Regions from separate parts of the Rattus norvegicus genome. Here region 1 is linked to region 2. The links are chromatin contacts, called in public Hi-C maps. All regions are on one chromosome and are shown on one strand. The core of a region is the stretch at or near the end of the contact, and the rest is flanking DNA. Distances in the headings are between cores, read along the strand shown. Region 1 holds the start of Pex10 (peroxisomal biogenesis factor 10). Region 2 holds the start of Tnfrsf14 (TNF receptor superfamily member 14).

Evidence for each region. A called contact is a pair of places that touch in the nucleus more often than the background predicts.
Region 1: a contact with region 2 is called in a Hi-C map of liver, with 7 times the contacts expected there. The contact joins the promoter of Pex10 here to the promoter of Tnfrsf14 in region 2. A contact is called at or near these places in 9 of 12 Hi-C or Micro-C datasets (the A7r5 cell line, the Rat2 cell line, Schwann cells and 5 more).

Annotation. Positions count from the first base shown.
Region 1 is chr5:170,905,927-170,912,310 of GRCr8, forward strand. Pex10 (peroxisomal biogenesis factor 10) reads left to right here and starts at 4,210. Exons shown (of 6, transcript NM_001109405.1): 1 at 4,210-4,406; 2 at 5,080-5,160; 3 at 5,944-6,350. The coding sequence starts at 4,301.
Region 2 is chr5:170,774,195-170,780,305 of GRCr8, forward strand. Tnfrsf14 (TNF receptor superfamily member 14) reads right to left here and starts at 1,852. Exons shown (of 8, transcript NM_001015034.1): 1 at 1,701-1,852; 2 at 814-922; 3 at 233-358. The coding sequence starts at 1,763.

The DNA of each region.
Region 1 (6,384 bases), core at 2,960-5,459, 130 kb after region 2:
CTGCCCTACCCATTCCCCACAATGCCTCCTGCTCCAGATTCCACTCTCTATGTCAGGGGGCTGATGGGTAAGGCAATGGAACTTCATGATGGTCTCTAGCCCTCCGGCCCCCGACAACTAGTTACACTGTCCCTAGCCCTGTCCAGGAAAAGCCTAAAAGGCCCTGACCTTCCCGGCTCATTCCACTCCCAGCCTAGATTCCCTCAGGCCTCACTAGCCAGAGATCACTCTTTAATGTATATCCTATAGTGTCTTAGAGTGACCAGCCCTCCTGGTCTTCATCCTACAGGCGCAACTAGAAAGCCAGCCCATTACATCCCCGCTCAGTTACAACTTGTCCACCAACCTTATGCTGCATGTGCCCGTGTCCTCCAGGACGGGGGGCCCCCTCCTCCTCTGGAAAACATTTCCAGATCTCCACTCCCGGGGACCATTGTGCCAGCCCGTTATTATCTGGCCACCATTCAGGACGATGGCTACGGTGTGAAGACCCCCTCGTTCTGCCAATAAGGTCTTGGGGCGAGACCACCCATTCCATCAGCAGGGGAAGAGCTGTGAGTGAGTGGGACCAAACAAATCTGAATTCAAACACTACACTGAACAACCTCTAACCTGAGCTAATGCCACCAGGACTGAACTCCTTCTTTCCCAGCCCCAGGGCTCTGTTTCAGTCCCAGCTCCAAATTCTGAGAATGGAGAAAGGCCCAGACCTCACAGTGGCTCAGCACTGGGAATCCAATTCTTTTTTCTTTTCTTTTTTCTTTTTTTTCTTTTGTCTCCAGGGTCAACACAGAAACACAACACCTCCTACTCTGGGTCCTGGCTAAGGGCCCACCTACCTGTGCCCCCAGAACAGCTCAGAGTCCCTTCTCACCTCCAAGAAAGGTTTAGCTTCCCTGTCCCAGTCCTACCCTCACTAGCAAACCTACAGGGAAGAGGAGGAGGCTCCCAGAGATCTCTGCTTACCAGATAGAGCCTCCCAGGCTCAGTTCTGGGACCTCACACTCCCTCCCAGTACCCCCACCCTTTCTTGGTGCCCACAGTACCTCCAGGGCTCCAATCTGCAGCAACCAGAGCAGCTGGCTGTGGGGTGCTCTGAGCTTCCAGTCTGCCTGCCCTGGGTGGAGGAACCTGTTTTCCGGGTTTGTGGCTCCTGTAGAGGGGCCTCTTGCCTAGGGCAGGCCCCACCCTAACAGTCACGTCCCTGTAAGTGAGTTACTCCTGGGCGGGTTGTTGCCCAGTCCCTCTATCCCTCTGCTGTTAAAGGGTGCAACAGGAAACATAAGGAAGCCTAGCTTTCAACCCTGCTCCATGCCCCGGGTGGTGGTGCAGGCCTCCCAGAACCCATCAGACTTAGGTTGCAGTCCTAGTCCTCTCCCTGTTCCTGCACGGAAAGCATTGACTTGTCCCTCCTCTGGTTCCCAGGAGACCAGATGACAGGTGAGGGTGGGGGCTCTACAGGATCACCTGGTAACACCCTTGCCTCGAGGCAGGTGTGGCCCCACTGTACAACCCCAGGGCCAGATCCAAAGAAGAGAAATGGAGTTTTCTTGTTTGGCAGCTGTGTAGCAAGCCCCATTATGGGTGTGATGTATACAGCAACCACCAGAATGGTAAATCCCTGCTAGGGGCAGAGGGAAGATTTGCAAGGAATCAAAGACACTCGGGCAAAGGGAAGTCTAAGTGTGCCTTCATTGATAAGTCAGCTAGTTGGTGCTAGAAGGTTTAACCTGGGGTGCAGAGGTGGGGTGGGGGTGGGCACAGAGCAGATACAGAGGAGCCACCTGCTCGGCATCCCCTCCATGTTCCCAGGGCTCTCCCAAGTTCTGGCTTACTCTGTCCCTGGCCTCCATAACAACAGAACTATATTAAAAATTCTCAGATAGGGCTGGCAATAGAGCTCAGTGGAAAAAAAAAATGCTTGTTGCACCAGTATGAAGAGCAGAGTCCAGATCCCTAGAGCCCACATAAATAAGTATCTGATGGATGAGGTGGCCCACCTGAAATTTCAACCTTTGCAGGTGGAGGATCCCAAAGTAAGTTAGCTAAGAGGACTAGCCATGTGGGTAAGTTCTGGGTTTGTTTCAAAGACCCTACTCCAATGAAGAAGGTGGAAGAGCAATCCAGGAGGATGCCAGATATCATCCCTGGGCCCCCCCACACACACACTCACATGCATGCACACACATGTGCACACATGCACACTCACATATGCACACACAAGCAGTCATATGCACATGCACACATGCACACACTCACACACATGCACTCACTCACATGTGCACACACACACTCATACACCACACATCTACATATGCCCATACATATACAAACATGCATATACACACATGCATACGACACACACAGTAAATATAATTTAATTTAATAAAATCAGAAAACAGAGTGGCCATCCGTGGTCAAGGACATCAGGCAGGACAACAAAACTCCCAGTGTGTATGACTTTAGAAGCAGTTGTTGAGAGACAAAACTGTAAACGCTGCCTCAAGGGTGGCTGACCTTTGCTCCAGAAGCTTCTGTGTCAGAGACGCAGAATTCCTTCCTGTCCCAAATCCACTACCAACCTGCATCTCTATGTGTGCCCAGACAATCCCTGTAGTCAGAGCTGGCATAATGGGCTCTCAGTAGACACCAACTGGTTACTGCCATTATTTCTGGTCTATAACCAGAAACCTGAGGCTCACCAAGTGAAGGAATGTACAAGCCATACCTTGTCCCTCACAGAGCTCGGGAGGGCCCCAAGGCGGGCAGTCAAAGCCCAGCCCAGAGATGCTCCAGTGAAGTGTCCCCAGGGAATGTCACTGCAATTGACAAGAGGGAATTATGGTTGTCTCACAGATTGGGGTGGCCCTCAAGCAGACCGGGAGGTGCATATGGGAGAGTCAGGGCCAGAACTAGAACTGTCAAGCACTCTGACACACCTCTGGTGCCTTCCCTAAAACCCTCAGGAGCCTGACCTTTCTGTCCTCCATCCTTGAAGCAGAGGGAAGAGTTTACAAGGAGCAAAGTCACAGGTGCAGGCTCAGGCCCTTTGGGCTTCAGGAAAGGGGTAGTCAAAGGGAGGTGGCAAGGGGCACATTACTCTTCAGCAAGCAAGAGCTCTTGTTCTACCACCACCTTAGATATTCTGGAACCCTGAAACACTGAAGCAAAGGGGGACTCGAGGCCATATGGTCATCTGGGAACCCAGAGAGCTGATCTACAATGATGTCACTATTCTCAGGGCACTTGCCCTGCCACTTTCTCTCCTCACTGAAAGGCTTCTTGTTTCCCCAATCTACGTGGAATCTCTTTGGGTTAATAATCTTTAGCTGCCCAAACTGGTAGAAAAATGGGCTGATGGCTCCACCTGCTGGTCATCCTGGGTTTTGTCGCTTAGGAAGAATCCTTGAGAGGAGTGTTTTATTATACAGCCCACAAAGGAGGAACCTGAGGGTCAAGGCACTGGTAAACAGTTGAGACGAGGTCTGTGCCTAGGATTTGAGCCCCTGGAGAAGCACATTTAAGCCGAATCTCTGGAAACAACAGATACTTGAATGGTTTTTCTGGTCTTGTTCCCGATAACTGAGAGAATCCAAAAATGCAGTCGGGTGTAAGGATCAGTCCAGGAGGGGACACTTAATACAGGCCATATACCATGGTTATGCTAGAAGTGAGCTTCTGAGTTTGAAGAGAAAAGTCTTCCAGGGACACAAAGCAGCCTCGGGCCTTCAAAGAATCTGCATTTCGAACTGTCATATTTGATTTGGCCAGAAGCTTGTGCCTCTGCATGAGCCGTGACTGCCTCCTGGCAGTGGTCAAAGGTACTATCTGAAATTGCCCAACCCAAGCAGAGGAAACCAGGGCATAGGCAGCGAGAGGAACTCCAAACGGGAACTGGGGACTTTCATAGTCCGTTGGGATCACGGGGCTATCCTAAAAGGTTCACCCCTGCAGTCCCAGAGACACGTACCTCCTGCCAGAAAACGGGACCTGAATCAGGCCAAAAACTCACCTGAGAGGCTGAGCTCTCTAGGGGTTCTACCCACATGTCCCTGTCAGTATACGCCACTTCACTGTGAGGCTCCACCCTCCAAGCACAGGCCACACCCCTCCCTGAGTATCCCCGCCCCTCCTGCATGGTCCCGCCCTTATCCCCGCCTCCACGGATATCACGCCTAGGCCCCGCCTTCGCCCTCGTGGTCTTTGCGGCCTGCGCCCCACGACAGAGGTACGTCGAGCGTCACAGGCCCCGCCCACGAGGTGCGCCGGCGCGGTGCGAGCTCACCGACCGAGTAGAGCCATGGCGCAGGCGGGTCCTCCAGAAGTGATCCGGGCGGCGCAGAAGGACGAGTACTACCTGGGAGGCCTGCGGAGCGCGGCGGGTGGAGCGCTGCACAGCCTAGCGGGTGAGCGTTCCGGGCACCCAGACCGGCGGCAGCTCCAAAGCTCGTTAGGAAAGCGGGGATCAAAACAGACATACACACTGCTGAACACATTGCAGGTCTCTGCCTGGCAGTGCCAACTAAAAGTGTTTCTCAAGCATTTGCCCATTTACTCCCCAAACGCTCCTACAGGTTGGACCTAACATTATTACTCTCATTGGTAGATACGTGGATCTCATAGGCAGGGATTTGGGATTTCAGAGAGACGAGATTTGATGCTAAACAGGTCGCCTCTGACTTATGTTCTTAGCGCTACCTAGACTTTCCTGGGGCCCCATGGCTAGAGCCTAACAGTTCCTAACTCGACAGTTACAGTTGAGGGGTTCTTAAGAGGTGGTCTTCGGGGGCTGGGGATTTAGCTCAGTGGTAGAGCGCTTACCTAGGAAGCGCAAGGCCCTGGGTTCGGTCCCCAGCTCTGAAAAAAAAAAAAGAACCAAAAAAAAAAAAAAAAAAGAGGTGGTCTTCGTCTCGGAGTCATTCAGGTCAACCGGGGCAGCAGAGGTGGTGAAGGGAAAGAGTTGTTAAGGGTCGACCCAGAAGGGACTTGACATGGACTTTACCTGACCCCTGGGAACTGGGGGAGTGATCTTAAGTGAACCACTTCACCTCTCCAGAGCTAATATTTTTCTCCTCTCAGGTGCAAAGAAATGGCTGGAATGGAGGAAAGAGATCGAGTTGCTCTCAGACATAGCCTACTTTGGCCTCACCACAATTGCAGGTAGCTGTGCTTGGCGGGTCCTTGGCACGGAGGGGCCCACAACCTATCCAGGTCTGCAGGGGATGGGGAAGGCTGCCAGGCAAACTGAGCAGCTCCTGGAAATCACCTGCATTAGTCTCAGGGAAGGAAGACAGTGGCCAGACGGGGTACTGCCCCAGATTCTTAAAGGCCTCTCAGCAGAATGGGACTTTCCTTTGTATGGGATGTGAGGCATTGCAAGATACAAAGCAAGACACTAACATGGGGGACAGAGGTTGCTATGGCCTATGAGCAGGGTCACAGTGAGACACATAGATAAAGAGCACAAGGTACACCACAGGTCTGGCTTCAGAGACAGGAGGTCAGGCTTCATCTTCTACAGGGTGAACTACAAGAAGCTTCAATCGGGGCAGGCGTAAGGGCTTTTTATCTCACTCCGTGTGACAGTATCAGGTAAGCAGCTGTATGTATGCCTGATACTTAGGACTGAGCCAGATGCAGACTGAGCCAATCTGGAAGGTAGAAAAGCCACAAGATTAGATCCCATCACTTGGACAAGGGGATAAGGGTTTGACAGAGGAAGGACTGGGAAACAGTAAAGAAGGAAGGGAACTGACAGGGGAAACAAGACCTGTTCCAGAGTGGCAGTCTGTGTGACATCGTGAGTTCACAGCAAGGCCACAGTGGGGTTTAACAAGTTGTGGTAGCCTTGGCTAGGTCTCGGGGTGACTGGTGAGGCTGGGGGGACACAAGCCGGCCTAGAAGCTTGTCCCTGGACCTTCACCACCGTGCATTAATCCTCAGGCTACCAGACACTTGGAGAGGAGTACGTCGGGATCATCCAAGTGGACCCATCCCGGCAGCGTGTGCCCTCCAGGCTCCGACGTGGAGTGCTGGTTGCCCTGCATGCTGTCTTGCCCTACCTGCTAGACAAGGCACTGCTGCCCCTGGAGCAGGAGCTGCAAGCTGAGGGCGACGGCACCCGGGCCTCCCAGGGGAGTCTGCTACCCGGAGGACGCAGCCGGTCAGGGGCACGGCGCTGGGTGCGTCACCACGCAGCTACCCTGACTGAACAACAGAGGAGGGCCCTCCAGCGGGCAGTCTTTATCCTGAGACAGGGCTTCGCCTGCCTCCACCGGCTCCATGTGGCTTGGTTTTATATCCATGGTACCTTCTACCACCTGGCCAAGAGACTGGCAGGGATCACTTATGTAAGTAGCAGTGCCAAGGGGACTGGTGTGCAGG
Region 2 (6,111 bases), core at 602-3,101:
GGGCAAGGAAACTGAGGCAGGAAAGAGCCTCTCATCACCCACATGAACCAGACAGAAGGGGAGAGAAAGCAGCAGACAGTGGAGTCTCAGTGACAAGAGTGAGGGCAGACACCCTGAGGACCTGCTGACAATAGTAGGAAGGTAAGCCTGCAGCTCGGTAAGTTACCCCCTTCTAGAACCAAGGCCTGAGTTCAAGTCCTCCAGCGCGCCCCACCTCCTCAGGAGCTCCTACCTGGATCACAGACTCCGCAGGGCAGACACTTGCTCAGGCCATTCGCATGGGCGGTATAGGTCTGTGGGGGACAGGGGGCACACACTGTGCCTGTATGCTCACTGCAGACCTGCTTCACATGGTAACCTGCAGCCAGGACCCACAGTTCCTCAGCAGGGTTGGGGGGGGGGTAACCTACAGAAGCCGTCCCTGAACCCTCATGTGGGTCCAACAAGTACGGCACCAGCCGCAACTAAGGTCCCACAGGACTTGTTGGCCCATATGCCTTCTGTGCTCCCTCTATGAGTAATTCAGAAGCTGGTGGTAGGGCCTTTTAAATCACTCGGAACTGGTTCTGACCCCAGCCCACTTTCAGTCTCAGCCTCTGGTTATACTGACACAGAACCTGCCCTATCCCCTAGGCCCACCCCGGGCAGTGCAACTTCAAAGATCCCAGATGCTGACCGACTGACTGCAGGCTGCCAGGCACTGACTATCCCTGAACTGGACCCTGTATAGCCATTGGACCGAGGACCCAGAGGCCCAGAGACTCAGGACAGGAGTTCCTCCCTGGTATAGCACTGCCTCCTGGGAGCTCCTACCTGGATTGCACATGGGGCAGCACTCATCCCCAACAGAAAACTCCTCCTGTCTGCACAAGGGCTGGGCAGAGATACACTGCAACAAGTTCAAAAGGAAGACACACGGCACCTGGGAGAGCAGATGAGTGCTGCAGGAGAGGACTCCCTCCATCTCTGTGGCTCCCTCCCCCAGGCTGGCCCAGGCCCTCAGTTCACACTCTGCTGCTCTGCTCCTTGCAATGAGGAAGTATCAGCCTACAACTGCAGTGTCTCTGGAGGAGGGGCTGGGGCCCAGGTCTGCCTTCATTGTGTGCCTTCAGCCTGAGAGGCAGCAAGGTTAGCCGGGGCTGGGAACAGGCTCTTCAGAATCCTGAGGCAGGGGTGGGGTTGAGGGCTGGTTGGGGGGTGTGGGGTGGCTCACTGATAGTTAGTGTATCCTACTTGAGCAAACAGGTTAGACGCTCTGGCTCCTGCTAGCTTACCCTGATCTCTAGCTCCACTGAGTGAAGGTGCTTATCCTCAGGAACGGAGCTGCATAAGGTTGGCCTCTGGCTACAGGGCCTGTCCAAGACAGCCTAGGGTCTGCCAAGGGCTCTCCAGGGTCTACCAAGAGCTACTATCCCCATGGCACCACCACCTTCCCTTGAAAGAGAGCCATAGCTGATGTCTGTGAGTGGAGTCCAGTGGGGGGACAGTGGGAGCAGAGGCCCGGTCTGCCTGTAGCCTCCCAACCTCAGATTGTTCTTAGTTATCTCCAGAGATCTGTTGGAGATTCAGCAACAAACAGCCTCCATGAGCTAGCTATCCAGACAGAGCAGAGGGACAGGAAATGCTGGGGGGGGTGATCTGTGGCTGGAGTCAGGCTGGAAGGACAGAGCTAAGAGGCTGTAAAGGGCTCAAGAACTCACCAGCCTGAAGGTGTTGTCTGCCCGGCTCCAGGGTGACGACTCCCATCCCGGGAGAGGTTCCATTTTCTTAATCAAGACACTGCAGGCCAGGAGCCCCATGGACTTTGGACCTCCTCACACACTCTCATGAGCCCCAGCTAAAACTAAAAGTGAGAGAGAATGCAGTTTCTCTGACTGAGCAGATGGGGGACGTCAAATACACATGGGGTGTGGTGCTGGAAAGCACCAAAGTCCAGAGCCTCAGCCTCAGACAAGGAAACTAGCACGTTCTCCCAGCCCATGTGTGTGTGTGTGTGTGTGTGTGTGTGTGTGTGTGTGTGTATAATATATATATATTTTATATATATATATATATGGTATATATACCCTCTGAAAGTATTTCTGTCTCCCAGGTCACTGCCAACACCTTGGTGCTTACCTCGAGTTTTCTGATAGACAGTCTGAAATAGGAACCCCTCAGGGAACTGGGAACTTGGTCTTTTGACCCACTTCCCAACACACCCCTCTCACAGGACCCTCCCCTAGAAGGTTTAGTCACTTCCCAGACACCACGTCAGGGATAGCCCCACTACCACTGCTCACCGCGGTTCCTCAGCCTTTACGCTTCACACGCTTGAGCACCGAAGGCCCTAGGAACAGGAGCTTTATCTTCTAAGGGTGAAGCTGGGCTTCTTATCAAACTCGAGCAGGCCGTGGGCCTCTCTAACCGTCCCCTGAGAGGGACCAGGCAGAGCAGACTTATTTTCCATCTGCAGATGAGGATGGGAGCTGCGAGGAGGACTACAGGGTGGTGTGTTGGGCTTTTAACCACAGCCACCGGCTGAGGTCATGGGCTCAGTATCAGTAAGCCTTGGGCTGGAGGCCTACTATAGACCTAGGCTCCAAAGAGGACTAAGGAACTCCAGAGGAACACAGGAAATCAAGCTCCTCAAGATTCTTTGATCTGTGCTACTTCCTCCCCCCCCATCCCTGCCCACTGACCGTTAAAACTAACCACACATGATTGCTCCCATCCAGCTGAATTGATCACCACCCTCCTAGGTTGGGCTGGCACCCCAGCCCTGGGCTGGTTTTCCTCATTGCCCTGTCCTGCCCACACCTAGAACACACCCTGTTCCAGTGAACTGTGTGGACCAGGCTAGAGAACACCTGGCCCTGAACACCTACCAACAGCTCTCTCTGGTTCTCGACTCAAGAGTTTTGATTACTGTTGTGGTGAAGAAACACCATAACCAAAAGCAACTCAAGGAGGTGAGGGTTGATTTGGGTTGCAAATCCACATTGTAGTCCATGGCCAGAGGAAGTCGGGACAGGAACTCAAGTAGGGCTGGTGCCTAGAGTCAGGAGCTGATGCAGAAGCTATGCAGGGGTGCTTCTTACCGGCTTGTTATCCACAACTTGTTCAGCCTGCTTTCTTATAAAAATCTAGGACCACCAGAGCCCAGGGATGATACTACTACCCACAGTGAGCTGGACCCTCCCCCATCAGTCAATAACTAGGAAAATGTCTTACAGCCTGATCTTATGGAGGCATTTTTTTTTCTCAATTGAGATCCCCTCCTTTCAGACGAGTCTAGCTTGTGTCAAGTTACATGAAACTAGCCAGTGCTCTAGTCCACAGTCCTCCAGAATCCCACCCGAAAGGGACCACACACACACACACACACACACACACACACACACACACACACACACACACTCTGCTCTATGTTACAGAGGCTGTCCCACACATCCGTCTGTGTGCCTCTGTAGTAGACAACGCAGAGTGAACAGCCTCTGACAGTCCAACACAGTGATGTGGTGGTCTCCTAGTGAAGAGGCAGATCTTATACCCCCACCCCACGGGTGAGCACTGGGAAATGGCCAAAGCCCCACAGCTCACAGGTACCTCAGAACACACAGAAGGCTCTGGACTGCAAGTGTATCTCCATGTCTGTGGGTTCTCCGAGACATGCCCCAGGGTGGGAAGCCAGAGGATTCAAATGAGGTAGGTGAGATCCCTGAACCTGGTACGGCCACACAAAACCTCTACCAAGCTCCCAAACCACCATTCCCGGAGATTAACAATCCAAGATCGTCGTCCTCTTGGGAAACCAGGAACGAGGATTTACGGGCACCATGTAGTGTCTGGCTGAGTGAGGAGTGCTAGGTTGTTCATGCTCCACCGCCGGACACCAGCATAAAAGCCTTGGGTCTGAGAAGGCTGGGCAGTGTCCCCTAGATGTTATCTGTGGTGAATCTGAACCCAAACATTGTGTCTTCATTGAGGTCTTCTCTGAGGCCCATTTCCACGCCTTATAACTCTTCAACCTCTGAAGGATTACTGTGTAGGACTACCTAATCGCCTCTTGAATAAAAACTAGGGGTGACCTGCTACTCCTTCAACCCAGGATGTCCCATGCCCATCACCAGATGGCTCTATTCTGGCCCCCAGTGACAAAACCAGACAGCAGAGACTGGCTCTGGGTCTTACCCACCACCAAAGCATTTTCTCCTGGATATCACCTGCTACCTTCACCCCCTCATTTCTGCCACCTGACAGATGGAGGGATGCCATCATGTCTCCATTTTCTCTACAACCACCCTGATACCTTTGGCTGTTTCATCCAGACCCTGAGCTCAGAGGCCCTGAGGTCAACCACCTGATCCCAGGGGTTGTGGAGACCACCCTGAGCACAGCTCTTCTCCCAGCTGCAGATGGGAAGCTACAACAGAGGAGATCTGAACACAGACACAGATGCCTATACAAAGCCTCTGACCTCCGCAGGAGCGGAAGACCCAGGCCACAGCTTCTCCCCAAATCCTACCCCGGTCACCCAGCCATTCTCTGGAGGACTTCTCCTAGTCCCGCTCTGATCTCTGTAGCGGTGCCAAGCCCTGATGTCACTCTGATGTGCTGACACATCTGGAATTTCCCCCATGGCATTTCTTCTTTCTCTTGTAGTGAGTACGGGTAGTGAATTGGAAGAAAGTGAATTGGGAAAAACAAATTTGATCTCAGTCCTAGAAGGAGAAGGTGAGATCCTAGTGTTCTCCTTACCTGAGTGTCCCCAGGGAGGAGACCCCTCCTAAGAGCCAGATTGCCATAGTTGGGTGCTCAAGACTCCTGTGGGCCGTACATGACAAATGAGTTTCTGAAGGATGAAAAAGACAGAGGGGAGGGAATTCTCTGTTAAGGACACAAGTTGAACCATCAGGTCCACTGTTGGTCAGGCATGCAGGGAGCTGTTAGTGCCAGCCATGAACACAGACATTCTGCACTGAGAGCTGTGTACTGTGTGGAGAGTGGACAGAGTGGCTCTGAGGAATAGACTCTAAGGTTATCCAGGAGGGAACTGTTGAGAGGTAAGAAGGAAGGAGGCTAACCACAGAGACAGAGCAGTGCTGGGATAGATGAGATCTGGGAGGGAACTGCCACTCCAGTTGTCCTGGTGAAGGTGGACTGGAAAGGGGGTGGGGAGCAGGATCTACAAACAAGACAGATCTACTGTCTGCCAACTAGTCAGGTAGTCGTTGCAGAGATCAGCAGCCTGGGGCTTTCCAGGATTCAGAGGCTGAAGCAGAAGCGCGTGACAGCTGCCGCTCTTGTTCTCTGGAACAGACTCTAGCTCCAAGCTCTAGGCTGCTGCCTCAGACAGACACCTTGCCACAGTCTGGTGAACACTCAGTTTGGTGTTCACAGTAGACCTCTTCTCTACCTTGTCCCTGTTTACTTTTGGCCACTTTCCTCTGGGACTAGCTAGAGTCAGGAACCGGGACAGAAGCAGCTGTCCACGCTTGACCTTTCTGGCTACTTCCTATGAGCCCTGAGTTCCAGGAACCCACTTCGATAGAAGTGCTTGCATCCACTCTCTCCTGCCATACTGCCCCATCCTGGGCCCATAAATGCACCCTCTATCCACGCCTGTGTCCAGGCAGTGCTTAGGGATACATTACAAGCGATAAGAACGCTGCAGCCTCCCACCTCACACAAAGGCACCCTGAGCCAAGACATGACAGCAGAGCTGAGCCTCTGCCCAACCCTAATTCTAGGACAGCTCAAGGAGAAGCCCTAGAAGAGGGACCAGTGGAGAGGATCCTCCTGTTCATGAATCATTGGATCCCCTGGCATTCTGGGGGTGAATTAGACCTCGAAAAGAGCCACTGGTCGTTGATACATGGAAGTTTCTGGGAACTGCAAAAGACCCTGGGTTCCAAATTGGGCAGCCATGGGCAGCATCTGCCTTCTGCAGAGAGGGAAAGGCATCTGTGAAGACAGAGAGGAGGGAGGGAAGGGTGCTCGTCTTGGGAAGGAGAGGCATAGCATTCCCTGGAAGGAGCAACCTGTAGGTCAACAATAAAGGCTAAGAGGACAGAGGATTGTAGCTCAGCAGACAGCCCTATCCTGTTGGAACTGCCCTGCAGGAAAACC